Linked DNA regions of Zea mays: all the other regions are linked to region 1. The links are chromatin contacts, called in public Hi-C maps. All regions are on one chromosome and are shown on one strand. Each heading gives the region's core, a stretch centred on a gene start, on an enhancer-like site or on the middle of the called end of the contact. The rest is flanking DNA. Distances are from core to core; before and after follow the strand shown. Region 1 holds the start of LOC100278545. Region 2 holds the start of LOC100272499. Region 3 holds the start of LOC100381431 (alpha/beta-Hydrolases superfamily protein).

Evidence for each region. A called contact is a pair of places that touch in the nucleus more often than the background predicts.
Region 2: a Hi-C map of leaf shows a contact between it and region 1, with 3 times the contacts expected there. The contact joins the promoter of LOC100272499 here to the promoter of LOC100278545 in region 1. A contact is called at or near these places in 2 of 25 Hi-C or Micro-C datasets (ear and leaf).
Region 3: a Hi-C map of tassel shows a contact between it and region 1, with 2.4 times the contacts expected there. The contact joins the promoter of LOC100381431 here to the promoter of LOC100278545 in region 1. A contact is called at or near these places in 3 of 25 Hi-C or Micro-C datasets (ear, endosperm and tassel).

The regions. Positions count from the first base shown.
Region 1 is chr3:174,880,833-174,885,275 of Zm-B73-REFERENCE-NAM-5.0, reverse strand. LOC100278545 reads right to left here and starts at 1,921. Exons shown (of 3, transcript NM_001151785.2): 1 at 1,672-1,921. The coding sequence starts at 1,804.
Region 2 is chr3:174,742,592-174,747,395 of Zm-B73-REFERENCE-NAM-5.0, reverse strand. It overlaps LOC100272499, which reads left to right and starts at 3,161. Exons shown (of 12, transcript NM_001146968.1): 1 at 3,161-3,394; 2 at 3,564-3,646; 3 at 3,732-3,809; 4 at 4,224-4,279; 5 at 4,365-4,444; 6 at 4,564-4,646; 7 at 4,732-4,804. The coding sequence starts at 3,286. It overlaps LOC100277253, which reads left to right. Exons shown (of 13, transcript NM_001150876.2): 9 at 289-369; 10 at 455-519; 11 at 681-782; 12 at 869-1,057; 13 at 1,152-1,412. The coding sequence ends at 1,220.
Region 3 is chr3:175,078,210-175,082,718 of Zm-B73-REFERENCE-NAM-5.0, reverse strand. It overlaps LOC100381431 (alpha/beta-Hydrolases superfamily protein), which reads left to right and starts at 2,675. Exons shown (of 13, transcript NM_001174272.1): 1 at 2,675-2,850; 2 at 3,718-3,864; 3 at 3,946-3,972; 4 at 4,079-4,169; 5 at 4,332-4,375; 6 at 4,472-4,509. The coding sequence starts at 2,719.

The DNA of each region.
Region 1 (4,443 bases), core at 672-3,171:
CTGCTGTTCCTGCTACACTTGCTGCCCTGCTCCTAATATAGGATCGATTTGAGAATAACAGTGGGACACATGACTAAACACATTATGAAACCCAATTCAATCATGACATCCCTTAATTAGCCGAGAGCTGGGTTTGGTGGGAAGCTTTGTATTCTTGGAGGAAACAACTGTTGATCTCTGAGATACTCCGTCTCAATTTAGCTTGAGAACCTATCTGCACCAGTGGAAGAAGTTCCTTTCTTTTTATCCTCAATCTACTTCCTAAGGTCCACAGAGAGATGCCTACAACGAGAATACTCACACAACTCTCTACTCTGTTCGCCATGACACTCTAGGAAGTCATTGGCACTAGCTAGTTTCCACAAGCCCCTGGATCCACGTAAGGAGGCAGATGATTCTTGTTTGGTGATTGAGGATAACCACCAGAATCAGGGCCAGAACCTGGGGCACACACTACTCCAACGCCCTGCTTTGACGCTTTCGACCGTATAGAATAGGCTCTGTTGAGATTGTGGGGTGATGCTTGCATACAAGCATCAGCTCGTTTAGAGCACAAAAGCAAATAGGAGTATTCTAAGTTAAAAGCACTTTATTACTCCCATAATCTTGATTCAGATGCTTATATGTCATCTAGTAGCCTACTCCAACTTGCTTGGATCTGTAAGTCTTTGTTGTTGTTGCTGCTGCTGCTATCATCTAGTTATTGCAGACTTAAGGATATCCAGAAGTGAATTATCAACTATGGGATGTACTAGGAACCTGAGGCTTGTTTCTAGATGCATGTTTCATCACTAGTGGCTTCTTGATATTAATAACACAACTGTGTTGTGCAACCTAGTGAGGTATTTGGTTTGACGTAAGTCATCAGTCACCACCCCTGATCCCTTTGTGAGTTGTGACCATTTCTAGCTCCAACGCTGACTAGAACCATGGTCGAAGAGGCAAGATGATGCCGGGCACCTGGCTCTGCACTCTGCTATGGGAGAGGATGTTTGAAAGAGGCCACAGCTGCAGCTGCAGCCTGCAGTCGTGGGTACACACAGATTATGCAACCTGCATCTTGCTAGCATATTGATGAACAGTACTCCCTGATACATTGATCAATTACAAAATCTATCCTGGACTCAATGATTTCACCCTCCAATGATGTATAGAGCAATATGCCGTGAAATAGTAGTGATTTCCACCACTGCCACCATGTCACCTAATCCAATGATACGATCCTATCTAAAACAGGCGCATCTGCGCACAACAAGCGTAGATTTCTCCTTCGATCAAAAGAGAAGAATGAGCATGGATTTCGAACCTTTGTTGGCAGTGAGCCGGAGCCCCTACGCGTTCGTCAGTCGTTTGGATTGGCTAGACTGATCCTGAAGAAGAATCAACTACTTCTCGAATCCCGTTCCATATTCACCAACAACACGGGGAAAAGTGATAGTATATCACAACAATTCCAAATTTCGGGTGCTTGAAACTCTAACAGAAAACCAGAAAAAAAACTACACGGCCCTCGGATTAAACATTCCAACCCCGGAAACAAGTATCCCTATCTCAACCGTCAAAACCATCGAGAGCACTCCAGTTCGCCGGTTTGGTAATCGTGCTCCGTGAACTCGTCTATGGCCGCCACACTCGGAGCAGGAAGAGTAAACGTCGGCGAAGGGTACACACCTCCGATGAGGCCGAAGCCAAGACCCACGCCGCAGCCAGCGCCGATGCCGAAGGCAGGGCCCAGTTTGCCGAGCGCATCCGACCTCGCCACGGGGAGGCTCCACACAAGCCCCCTCCTCCTGCCGCCCGACATCTCTCCCCAGTCACTGCCTCGCCGCTTCGTCGTCCGCCCGGCGCCCGCTCGGTGCGCAGTGCGGCCCGCCCTAGCCCCCCACCCTTCAAAGCAAGAGAATGAAGGGAATTAGAGGATAAGTTCCACACCCGACACCTTTCGGGACGAGACTCCCAGTCTCAGGCCGCATCTCGGGCTTCCGGGGCCCGTTCCATGGAACGGGACGGGAGACGAGAGGCCGAAGCCCGAAGGTGCCCCAATTGGCTGCGCGCCGATGGACCCGCAACCCGTGCGCGCGAAGAGACAGCAAGACGACGCATGGTGGGCTAAGGCCCACTCGCCAATTGGCCACTTCTGCTAACAAAACAAGATGAAAGGATATGACCGGCCCCATCGGGCCTCTTCTAATCAAAGCCAGTTCATCGTAAGCCACTAAAAAAAGATCGAAATTCTGTCCTCGCCACTAGAAAAAGCTAACGTGCCTTCTACGCCACTCAGTCTCGTTTGATTGTAACAGCCGTTTTGAGCACATATTTCAGATTTGGTTAAGACTCCCTTCGTAGTTTTTAATTTTTATATCTACAGTTAAATAGATGATGATAAATCACATACACCAAGTATCATATGATTTTATTAATTTTTTAAAGCAAATTTTAATTTGGGATAGAGGGAGTACAAGTTTATTTATATGAAAACAGATTCTTTTAGAGATATGTTTGGTATTAGTCTATGTAAATTTTTATGGGGTTTCTTAACACTCCTCTGAGTAAATATCGCGACTAACTTATGTGTGGTTAAAACTCTAAGAAGTTTGATGAAAAAATAGGGAAAGAGCATACAGTGCCACTCTATATATTATACATGTTGTCTCGTTTTTTTAGACTGTATACATGTTGTCTCGTTAAAAACCATATGTGAGAAACTTAATGTAAACTTATGATAGGAAATACTACAATGGTTATCTTTATAAGAACTAAAACATTTAGGGTTGTATATATTACTATCTTCATAATCGAATAGTAAGGGCTAAAAAATTTAGAGGTGTCTTCCCTCTGAACCTGCAAGTCTCTCAAATGTCCCATCCCTACACCTTGAATATATCTTCTGAAGGTGTCTGTAGGCAAGAATTTAGTGAATAAATTAGTCATGTTATTATAAGACTTGGCTTACATGATTTTTACTCACCCTTATTCTGTAGTTCGTAAGCATAGAAAAAGATTAGGAGGAATACAATTAGTCATACTACTCTTAATATAGCATGTTTCTATTTTTGCAACGCATGTTATATTATTTCATAGATAGTAGTGGGGTATTTGTGGTGTGAAAACCACATATCTTGATTTGTCAAAGCCAAGCACATTCATGTGCGATTTCATACAATATGATTATCTCTAAGATGTTAGTAGACGTCGCTATTAGTGTCTATTTGCTCGATCTCTAGGATACGACAGTACCACCATAGAGAAAAAAACAAAGCCAGACTGAGATCTAGCATTATGGGGATCTCATAGATATTCAACATCTCTATAGCCCATCAAAGTTTAACCCAAATTCTACAAAAAATAGTCCAAGATCTTGAGTGTCTTTGAGGTATTATAGTATAGTCTTAATATATGCCCAATGTCTTATGATTGGGTTTGCACTTTGTCTAGCTAGCAAACTCACTCAAATGTGATATTATACCTAGTGCAAATCACAAGATACATCAGTACTCAAATGGCCCTAAGGTAAAGAACTTTAGGTCCCAATGATTTCTCATCATCGCACTTTGGTCTAAACGAGTCAAGATCCCTTTCAAGGTATCTTATGACCATCAATCTTTAAAGGGTGAGCTTTGTAGTATTATAGCTTTCAATGAAATTCATACTATAGGTCAACTACTATAGAAATATTCCTTCAAAAAAATGCTCGATTTATAAGTACAAGAAAAACTTGGTTTTCCCTAAGCCTTTCATTTCAAACCCTACCTTGAGGTATATGCTAGCCTCCCTAATATACTTTGTGTATCCTATGATATTCAAGTCATCAATATAGACTAAAATTGTTAGTGTTTTGAACCTCGCTCCGACAAGTAAATTTGTGTGCATGTTCTGGGCTCCGAACGGTGTGCGCGGTGGGTATAAGATTTATACCGGTTCGGGCAGAACGTCCCTACATCCAGTCTTCAACGGCTTGTGCTACCGACAACACTGCTGATCAATGCTCGTAGTAGGGGTTACAAGCGGGTGAGAGAGGGAGGAGAGGCTCCCAAGTCTCTTGTTGTGGAGGTGGTTACACTAAGGGCTACAGAGTGGAGTCCTAACTAAGTCTTGGCTTGGCGGGGGGGCTCTAGCCTCTAGGTCCTCGTTGGTGCGTCCTTCTTCCTTCGTCGGTACGTCGTCTTCGCATCTAGGGGTCCGTCTAGGGACTGACCACCTCCTTTTATAGGCTAAGGTGGGGGTCGGCCGACGGTGGCTTCCTCAAGGAGTCGTCAGATGATGGTAAAATCGAGCGTTCTACCACGGGGTGAAGCCACACGTGCCCGTGGGCCCCAAGATTTCCTGGTTGTCTCGTATTCTTTATAGCAGATGGCGTGGGCAGCGTGGGGCCCAAGTGCCATCATTCGAGCTACGCCGACCCCTGGCCTCCATATCATCGGGCTTGGTGCGACTTGTCTTGTT
Region 2 (4,804 bases), core at 1,912-4,411, 140 kb after region 1:
AGCACCTAAATTCTTTTGATCAGTTCTGAAACTTGTTGAAAAATCTGCTTGTTTTTAAAACAGGATGCTGCAGTGCTATACTGCTATGTATCTATAGAAGCTGCTTACTGAAAATGGAGCCCAAAGATTTTAAAACACATCTTAGTTTTCCTTTTTCATTCGTACATAGTTCAGTTTTATTCCAAGCTTGAAACTTGTTTATGACTTTTCTAGACCTCTAGAAGTATTAACTCAAAATTTTGAATTGTATTTGTCCAGTTCTTGAATCTTTAGTTTTATGTGACACAGGTCACATTCCCTCCTTGAAGGAAGGAAACTCACAGGAGACGATATTTAATCCACCTTGGCGGCATGAGCCAGTCGCAATAGGTTTGTGCAAGTGCAAGTGTTATTCAAATTGTGTTCCTTGAGATATTGGTGACAATTTTCATATTCTATTTCAACTGTATTTCAGGTTCAAGGTTTGGAGAAGCATTTCAAGAGCCAGCTTCATTTCTTGCCATACGACCTCTGTTTGAGGTATGTCCTCTCTGGACACCAGCAATTAAAAAACAAATCCAGAAACTACTCTGCTTTCATATATGTGCAGTAATTTCTCCAGAAACTACTCTGGACACCAGCTTCATTTCTTGCCATACAACCTCTGCTTTTGGTATGAACATCTGGTATCTTAATTATAGGACGAGAGATACATGGTAACATATAACCCAACAAAGGATAAAGTATATGCTTTGCTCAAGGACCAGGCAAAATCAGACGACATTATTAAAGCTGCTTTCCATGTAAGCATTTGTTTCTCAGTGCGATGTAATTGGTATATGTGTTTTGGTTTTTTTACCCATATGCTCAATGTGTTTCTGCTGTACAGGCTCATGTGCTATTGCATTTTATTAATGCATCACATGCTCGGAGACTGAAGCAGAAGCAGAAGCAGGCAAACCCTGACCGATCAGAGTATCTGTACTCTAGAAACATGGATTTCCTGGCACACATCGCTGAATCTTGCAAAATAGTTTCCTCATCATATGGAACATTCAAGAAGAAAGCTAGGGAACAGGTAAAAACTCCCCGTCTTCATGATAAATGCACATGTCCATTATATATGTTAGTTCTGACAGTGACAACCAACCACATTGTGTTTTGTGTTTCAGGGTTGGATAATGTCAGAATCTCTGCTCAACCCTGGCAAGGCTCGATTATGTGCAGCAAAACCACAATGAATGTACTGTTTCAGTTTAGTATCGATGAGATGATACCAATCTCATGTTTGTAAGACCAACTTTTCTAACGAGACGGGATGGCTAAGTTCTTAGGAGCTGAACTAACATATGTTGGTGCCTAGCACTAGGCGTGAACCTTTGATCTGAAGCTTGCCAAATTCCAGGAAGAGGAAGAGTTTTACGATTTGTAAGTTCCATCTCTTTCGTGTCTATGCGTTGTAGGGTGCACTTCTAGTTTCTGATCGTTTTTGTGTTTGAAATTATGGGCATATAAACAGGAAGAATGCCTGAACATGTAATAAAACATGCAGTGGATAAGTGGTGCGCTGGTTCGCGACTCGCGAGTAAAGGGCTCAACGAGGGTGACTTCAAACTTCTAACTGCAGAGACTAGAGCTTGTATTTATGTTTGCTGCGGTATCAGATTTGGTGTAGCCATTCCTGATGTAACCTGTTTCCCTTCCGTGTTGGTCGGCTGCGGGGCTTCTTGTTTGGAAGTCTTTGGAGTTGCTACGTTTTTTACCCGCCACTTGGCCGACTTGTGGCACTTGAGTGTTCATCTCCTTGGCTTCTAGACCCCGTTAGAGCATCACCAGCAGCTGCGGGAGATGCTCTTAGCAAGTTCCAGTTTATCAGTGAAGAGTCAATCACTGATGTCGTCCATAGCTCCTTCAAACCTTGTACATACATGATCGGTAATAACTGCAAGCCTTCTTTCTGTTGATATGGCGTGCTGGTGTGGACCTGTAGTATGGTATCCACTGCTGTGTTATTGTGTATGCTCTTTTTTACAAAAAAAAGAAGAAGTTATTGTTGTGTATTTGTGTTTGTCAGATGAGTGAGCCCCACCGTTACTGATCAGTGTGTGTCGGTACTGATTAGTGTATTTGTGTTTCTTACATGCATGCTGAGGAAAGTACGCCGAAGTTTCTGTTATAGTCTACTCAGTGGTAACGAGATTGAGAGAGAGACAAAATGACAGAACCGTTGTCTTTATTGCAGAGTGTCATGTATTTATACAGGGAATATAAAGTCTCCCAAGGGGTGTGTCCCTTGGGATAAACTGCCAGTTGATCACAGGACAATATTTTGTAACAGTTTCACAACAAAACGGTTCTTCTCAGTCAGTCAGGTTTTGATGATGACGCTGGATGCATTTTTTTTACGTTTGAATGCGGGTGCATCTTCTTACCATTGGCACCATGCTTTTGACGACCCACGGAGAGCGCCAACGTGGACCTCGCCGAATTCCGTCACAAGTGGAAAGAAATTCGACCATAATATAATAACGAATAGTAATGGTATGTATATCTCATAAGTTCAAAAATATAATAATATGGATTCAAATAACCCTAACAAAAATACTTCATTCGGCTTTTCTAAACTATTTGTTTAACCAGTTGTTACATCAGTTTAAAGTTATAGATTGTTTCTAACTATATAGCTATACGTAACATATATTTATTCTGTCCCCAAATAAATCAATTCCCAGAATTCGAAGTCCGTGCAAGTTGTCTTAAATTTGACTATAGTATAAAATAAGTATACTATAAAAGATATATTCTATGATATACTCCCCTTCGTTCCAAAATTATAATCGTTTTAGCTCTAAATTTTTGTCTATATTCAACTAGATAATAATAAATATAGAGATATATATAGAACACATACTTTAAGTATGGTATTATATGAATCTACTATAATATTAAAACGAATTTTATTTTGTAACGAAAAAAGTATATGATAATATCAATTTGATGTAATAAAATTTGAAGGATATTTCTACAAACTTGACCGAAAATTTAGAAACAACTCCAAAAATTTGTTTATTCAGAGATAGTGAATATTCCTACATTCTACGGAGCACATACTTGAGAGTAGAGCCATGTGACGGGAAATGTGGACGGCGTGGATTGACCAGACTGCGTAGCACACAGGCGAGGCGATACTGCAGTCTCCGCGTCCATTCCGGCCGGGCGTCCAGACGTCCACCCTTTCTCGCTTCTCAGACCATCGTCACCATCCCTCCCCTCGGCCTCGCGTTCGCAGCGGTCAGCGCCTCCGAGATGGAGCTCCACCTCTGCCTCCGTCTCCACGTGCGCCTCACTCCTGCCGCGAAGCCACCGCCGGCGCCCGCGGTGCTTCCAGTTCCAGCCTCCCGCCGCCTTCGGATGGGTAACGATTGATTTAGCCACTTCCTCCGTTTGTTTAGGAGTTCGCTCCGTCCAAATGCCGGGCCACTCGCAGCCATCTGTGTGAAAAAATCGCAGCGAATTCCGATTGGATTGCTCGTAGATGCTGCTACACTGAGAGAGACCTTCATCTTGCTGCGGCTTGTGGTCAGGTGGAAGCTACGGGGTTGCTCTTAGGCGGCACACAAGGCGTTCGAATCGGGCAATCCACACTTCCCTAGCCGACGGCGAGCAGGTGCGGTGGCTATCCGTAGCCGCGGGGCTCGTGCGCTGTTGACTAAGAGGGGAGCCACTGACTGACATGAAGCTTTTTTCGCCAGGGTGTCGCTGTCGACGCTGTGAAGGAGAGGAGCGTCTCGGTGATCCTGTTGTCTGGAGGCCAGGGAAAGAGAATGGGGGTATGGGTATCATGTCTTTTCTGCTTCAAACTTGTGTTCATTTTTTTTTTGTCGCAACAGTGCAAGGACATTCTTAGTTATTGTGCGTTGGTTTGGGTTAGGGTCACCAGTTTGACCATTTTGGGGACAATAAGGTCATCATAACTTTTCAGTTCTTCAAGTCACTGATAATGGGGCCTTTTAACAACACTACTTTAAAGTTGCAAGAAACATAATGCGTCGAGGTTGTGCACTCTATTAAACAAATGTATTGAGTTAAGAAAGAAAATGTTATTATTGTTGCTATCAATGTCGACGAATTGCAATGAAATGTTTTACTGGGCACTGTAAAAATATCTGCATTGGTTACCTGCGAACATAGTGTCCTTCCAATGCATGATCGCTGTCTAAATTTTGCCCATCTTTTTTTAACAGGCAAGTATGCCAAAGCAGTATCTACCTCTACTGGGACTACCAATTGCATTGCACAGGTTACTCTCTCTAGCATAAAAGATTTCGAACTCATCAAGTCAGCAAGGTTATGTAGGCACAGGCATGCTTACATTCTGTGTGCAGTTTAAAAACATTCTGTCAACTGAAGGAAGTCAAAGAAGTCGTGGTGGTGTGTGATCCAGACTACATTGATGTATTTGAAGGTAGCAATATTTTGCACTCATTTTATTTGATGTATTAGACAGCTTCTGTGACGATATTGAAACCATGATAGATTGGTGGCTATGCGTGAGTTGTCTTAAATTATTATCCGTCTCCATAGGTTCTATTAAGAACTTGCAACTACCTCTTAAATTTGCACGCCCGGGAAAAGAGAGACAGGACTCCGTTTTTAATGGACTTCAGGTCAGTGGCAAATCAATTGTATGTATTGCTCCATATGCTCCTGTGCATAAATATCGTAGAGATCCTGTGTGTTGTTTGTTTGCAGGAAATTGATGGGGATTCGGAACTAGTTTGTGTCCATGATTCTGCAAGGCCCTTAGTTTCTTCTGAAGATGTAA
Region 3 (4,509 bases), core at 1,426-3,925, 200 kb before region 1:
ACTCTGTTATTGTATATGTTGTCTTCTTGGCGCATGTATGAGATGCACCCGGCTTTGTTCCTTAAAGCCCGGGTGTGACATGTACTTACCAACCGTGGTGGACTTGCATACTAACAGGATTGTGTACTTGTCAACCGATCGGTCCGTTTCGTACCAACTGTGTCAGAGCTGAACCGGCCTGTATATGGCTGCACCGATCCATGTATTGGAGAATTAGTTGATATCGATCCCGACTAATTAGTACTTTATACTGTGTACTAACCACACGTTGTCACATGTCATCTCCTAATTGGTTCACAAAATTTCGACCGTTTGAAGTTCAAAAACAAAGAAAAACTCTAGACCCTTTCTGTAAATAGAGAGGAGTGTTTGATTTCATTTACATACATCACCCTCTAATTCACTTATCTTATTTGTAAAACATCCACACTATTTTAATATGGATCTAATATGGAGTTCAAACTTTAAAACTTTCAGCGACTTGCTACAGGCACAAACTCCACAACATCTTGAGACCCTTGTCGGTGTAGGGTAAGTCTTCTTCGATGACCCTTCTTCCATATATCATTGTTGGGAGGATGTTTCTGCTCATCCTTGTTCCCTGAGTCCGCAACCTCTATCAGTATCCTCTTCCTCTATATCCCTACAGATCATCAGTGTATGCTCCTCCTCCTAATGAAGACCATATCAATAATGTTCCTCCCGCCATAGACGCTCTTCCTTCTCACTTATCCATATGCTCCTCCATACATGTATGGGTATCTATATGACGCTCCTCTATATGAATCGTATGGTACCCCTCCATATGATGCTCCAAATGGTGCTCCTCCATTCATTCCATAACTCGTCTGGTACTCCTCACTCATATGGTGCTCGTCTGGTGCATTTAATTCATTTAGTCCATGATCATCAGGTGCATTTGCCATAACATATTTCTTCTTGTACCAAGAATCAATTGTAGTATTTTTTTGGTTTTATGATTACCCTACAAAAATAAATAGTCCTTTCGATTTTTTATTTGAGATTTGTTAGTGTATATTTGAACTATATAGTGTCAAATAAAGAGAAATAGAGGTAGTATTTTTTTAGATTTATTTAAAACACTCGCTAGCTACCTTATAACAGAAACCCAAACAAAAGGAAATTAATAAGAAAAAGCAACGTGATTTAGTACATACAAACTGTAGCAAAAAGGAATGAAAAAAATACTAAACAAAGTAAAGATCTAATTACTTGTTCAAAGAGGCCGAGAGGGTGTCTATAATCTGCAGGCAAGATGTTATGCGCCTGGATGGCTGAATTATAGGCAACAACCCTTTCCATTGTCGTGGCATCACAAGGTTTACAATTTGGAACGGGATTCAGTGAATCTCGGTTATTTTTACCGATTCGTTTCCAAATCTAAAAATAAAAAGTCAAACTTGGTAAAAATGAAATTGTGAACATTAAAAACATAATTATAAACCCTTAGGTGCAATGCAATAGGGTTCGGAAAGGGATTCGAGAAGACTGAAGGCGTCGTACGCCTTTTCCGCATGCTAGCAATACAAGGTTGATTTGCAGTTGCTTCTTGTGTGTATTGACTACATAGGCTAGGGACGGCAACAAGCATGAAACTCACATGTATAGGAATTATAAACATGTACCATGTGGTAAATACTTATCTGCGATGGGTACACTATACATCCCACACCCTCTACCTGTGAGTACATAATTATACATATATTTCACATGCGCGTGCACACACACATATAATGCGGGTACATAGGTTTACAGGCACATGTCCAATTTTTCGTACCCACGAGAAAAAAACAGTCGAGTTAAGAATCAATCCACAGTTCCACACTCGTGTTTGTGGGTATAAATCTACACCTAACCTCACATCCTACAAGATTTTCACCTACATGCATGCGAGTAAAATGTGTCCGTTACCATCCCTAACACATTAGCAGCCTGCTATGCCTTGAGCCCTTAGCCTATGGCTACTATGTAAGGCCCATTAACATGTTGTAGCCAACATATAATGGTGTCTCCAGCAGTTTAACTATCCTGATTTCTATCATATTTTTTATTTTAAATTTTACTTTGTGAATAGTACAATGTACAACGCAATGTGTTGGAGACGGCTTAAGGATTAAGAGATATATTGTGCTGCTTCCTATTTTGTGCAATATATATAACACATATACTTTTAGAATAAGTAGAGGAGTGTTAATTTTTTCTGCTTTGTTGGGGTGAATGCCATATAGCTAATGTGACAATCGATATAGCTGGAAGGTTTAAAATGCGTGATCGCTCGCTCCAGCACATACCTCCCACATGGACACATGGTTGATGGTTGGCACAGCGCTACGTCCGGTCGCCACGTCCCCACCACGCACTGAAGGCTGACGACTGACGTACGGGAGGACCAACTGGAGCCACAGCCACTCGACTGGTGGGTCCCAGTCTCCCAGCCCAGCCGCCCACCGACCACACACCGCCGCCAGGCGGACTTTTCCCGTATATGACCCCACCTGACAGTACTCCATGGCCCCGCGCGCCAGCCTCTAGTGCTTTGGGTTCTCCGCCTCCACCTTTTTTCCGCCCGCTCCCCACCACAAAACCGACAAAAAAACTGACCATTTTTTATTGCAAGGAAAACAAGCACCAGTTTGGCTCGTCTCGGCCTCGGCGCGTGCCCCCGACCCGTTGCTGACCCCGCTCCCCGGTGATCTGATGTCGGCGGCGGCACGCGCGCCACCGCCGCCGCGCGCACTCTACGCGCCGTCGAGAAGAGTCCCTTTCGGTGCCGTGATCCTATCCGCGCCGCGACCCGGGGCTAGGGTTCGCGCGGCGCGGCCTCGCGAGGTACGGCTCTGCGTTCGCTCCGGATGCCCAGAATCATTCTGCGTTCCGTTTAGTCGTCGTGGTCGATGCTGTAGGAGCTAGTGCCTGGCGGGGTTATGGGTGCTACCGCCTCGCGTTGCTGGTTTCGAGCTAAACGCGAGGTTTTGGTGCAATTTTGAAGGTGTGAGGTGGCGGGTGTTGGATTAGCTATCGGCCTAATGCAGATGCAATTGGGTCGCTTCGCTGTACAATCCTATTGCTATTCAAGCAAACAAACTGTTTGTTGATGTGTTTCTTTCATTTTGGCAGCTGTTTTTTTATTTGATAGCATGGATTGCCTCGATTTCATTAGTCGCTATGACTGTCCTCAAATCTTATATTTGTCACCTAGAGGCACTATAATGAAGGAAATTTTGGGGTAATTGAACTGATAATCATGGACTCACAAATAATTAAATTGCTTCTATGGCTGTACTAGTGATAGTGACTAGTCATTAGTTTCTTCTGTCGCAAATTTATGTGTTTGCTGTACTAGTAATCACTGTAGTTTATTTAGTTGTAAGGAGGGATCTAAGCAGCAAATCATTTCTTACTTTGACTATAACTAAATATTTCAGGTCCCACGTTTATTCATATTTACTAGTTCTACTATTTTTCTGTCTTGCTACTTTTAGTATTAAAAACAGAGAACAAAAAAGCAATCGGAGGGAGATCTGGAACTTAAACTAGGGTTGTTATGAAGAGATTACAACATTGAAGATCACATTAATTGAATATTAGCTTGCCTGCTTGATGGCATCTGCTAGTGCAGCTGTCCAAATCCGTTTGTTTTATGTATCATCAGCAGAAATCTCAACATCTTGCTGGGATTGTACCTTTTGGTTTCAGGGGAATGTTCATAACCATTGCCTGCTGACATCGTCTAGTCTGAATTCAAGTTCTTTGCTATGTCCTCCATGCAATTGTGCTCAAATGGCTTTGGCCGACACAAGAATTGCTTACCAGCCTGAAGTCGACAAGCATGCTGGAGTTCTGGTATGGAAGCTTTGATACTATTTTTTGTACGGGATGAGTCCTCTTCCCTTGTCCTGACAAATGTTTTGTATTCATCTGCAGGCCTATGAACTGGTTCAAGGGAATCTTGTAAGTTTTGCATTCACGCAAATTATCTGTCATTAGTTGTAAAACTAGCTTGATTTTGATTTTTTTGTCCAATCGACATAAATCAAATTCAACACTTTAACTTCAGGTTCAGTGGAATTCATTTATGGACAAATCAATACCTGATCCACCAACAGCTGTTCTTCTTCATGGCATCCTTGGGAGCAGGAAAAACTGGGGTAAATGAGGAGTCCTCAATGTGTCTGTAATTTGTCTTAATATTTGTATTGGCCCATTTTGTATTTTGTTATAGGTTTGAAGTTGAGTAACATACTTGATTTTTTTATATTTTGGTTGTGAACCACATGACTAACAAAGTAACAAACAAATTGTCTGTGAAGGATCTTTTGCGAAGAGATTGGCTCAGGAATTCCCAATGTGGCAGGTCATTATATCTATCATTCTGATGGTGGCCTGAATTACTCTACAATGCATATCATATATGAAAAATGATTGACATTTATGGTTTCTCTTTATGAAGTTCCTCTTGGTTGATTTGCGCTGCCATGGCGACTCAAC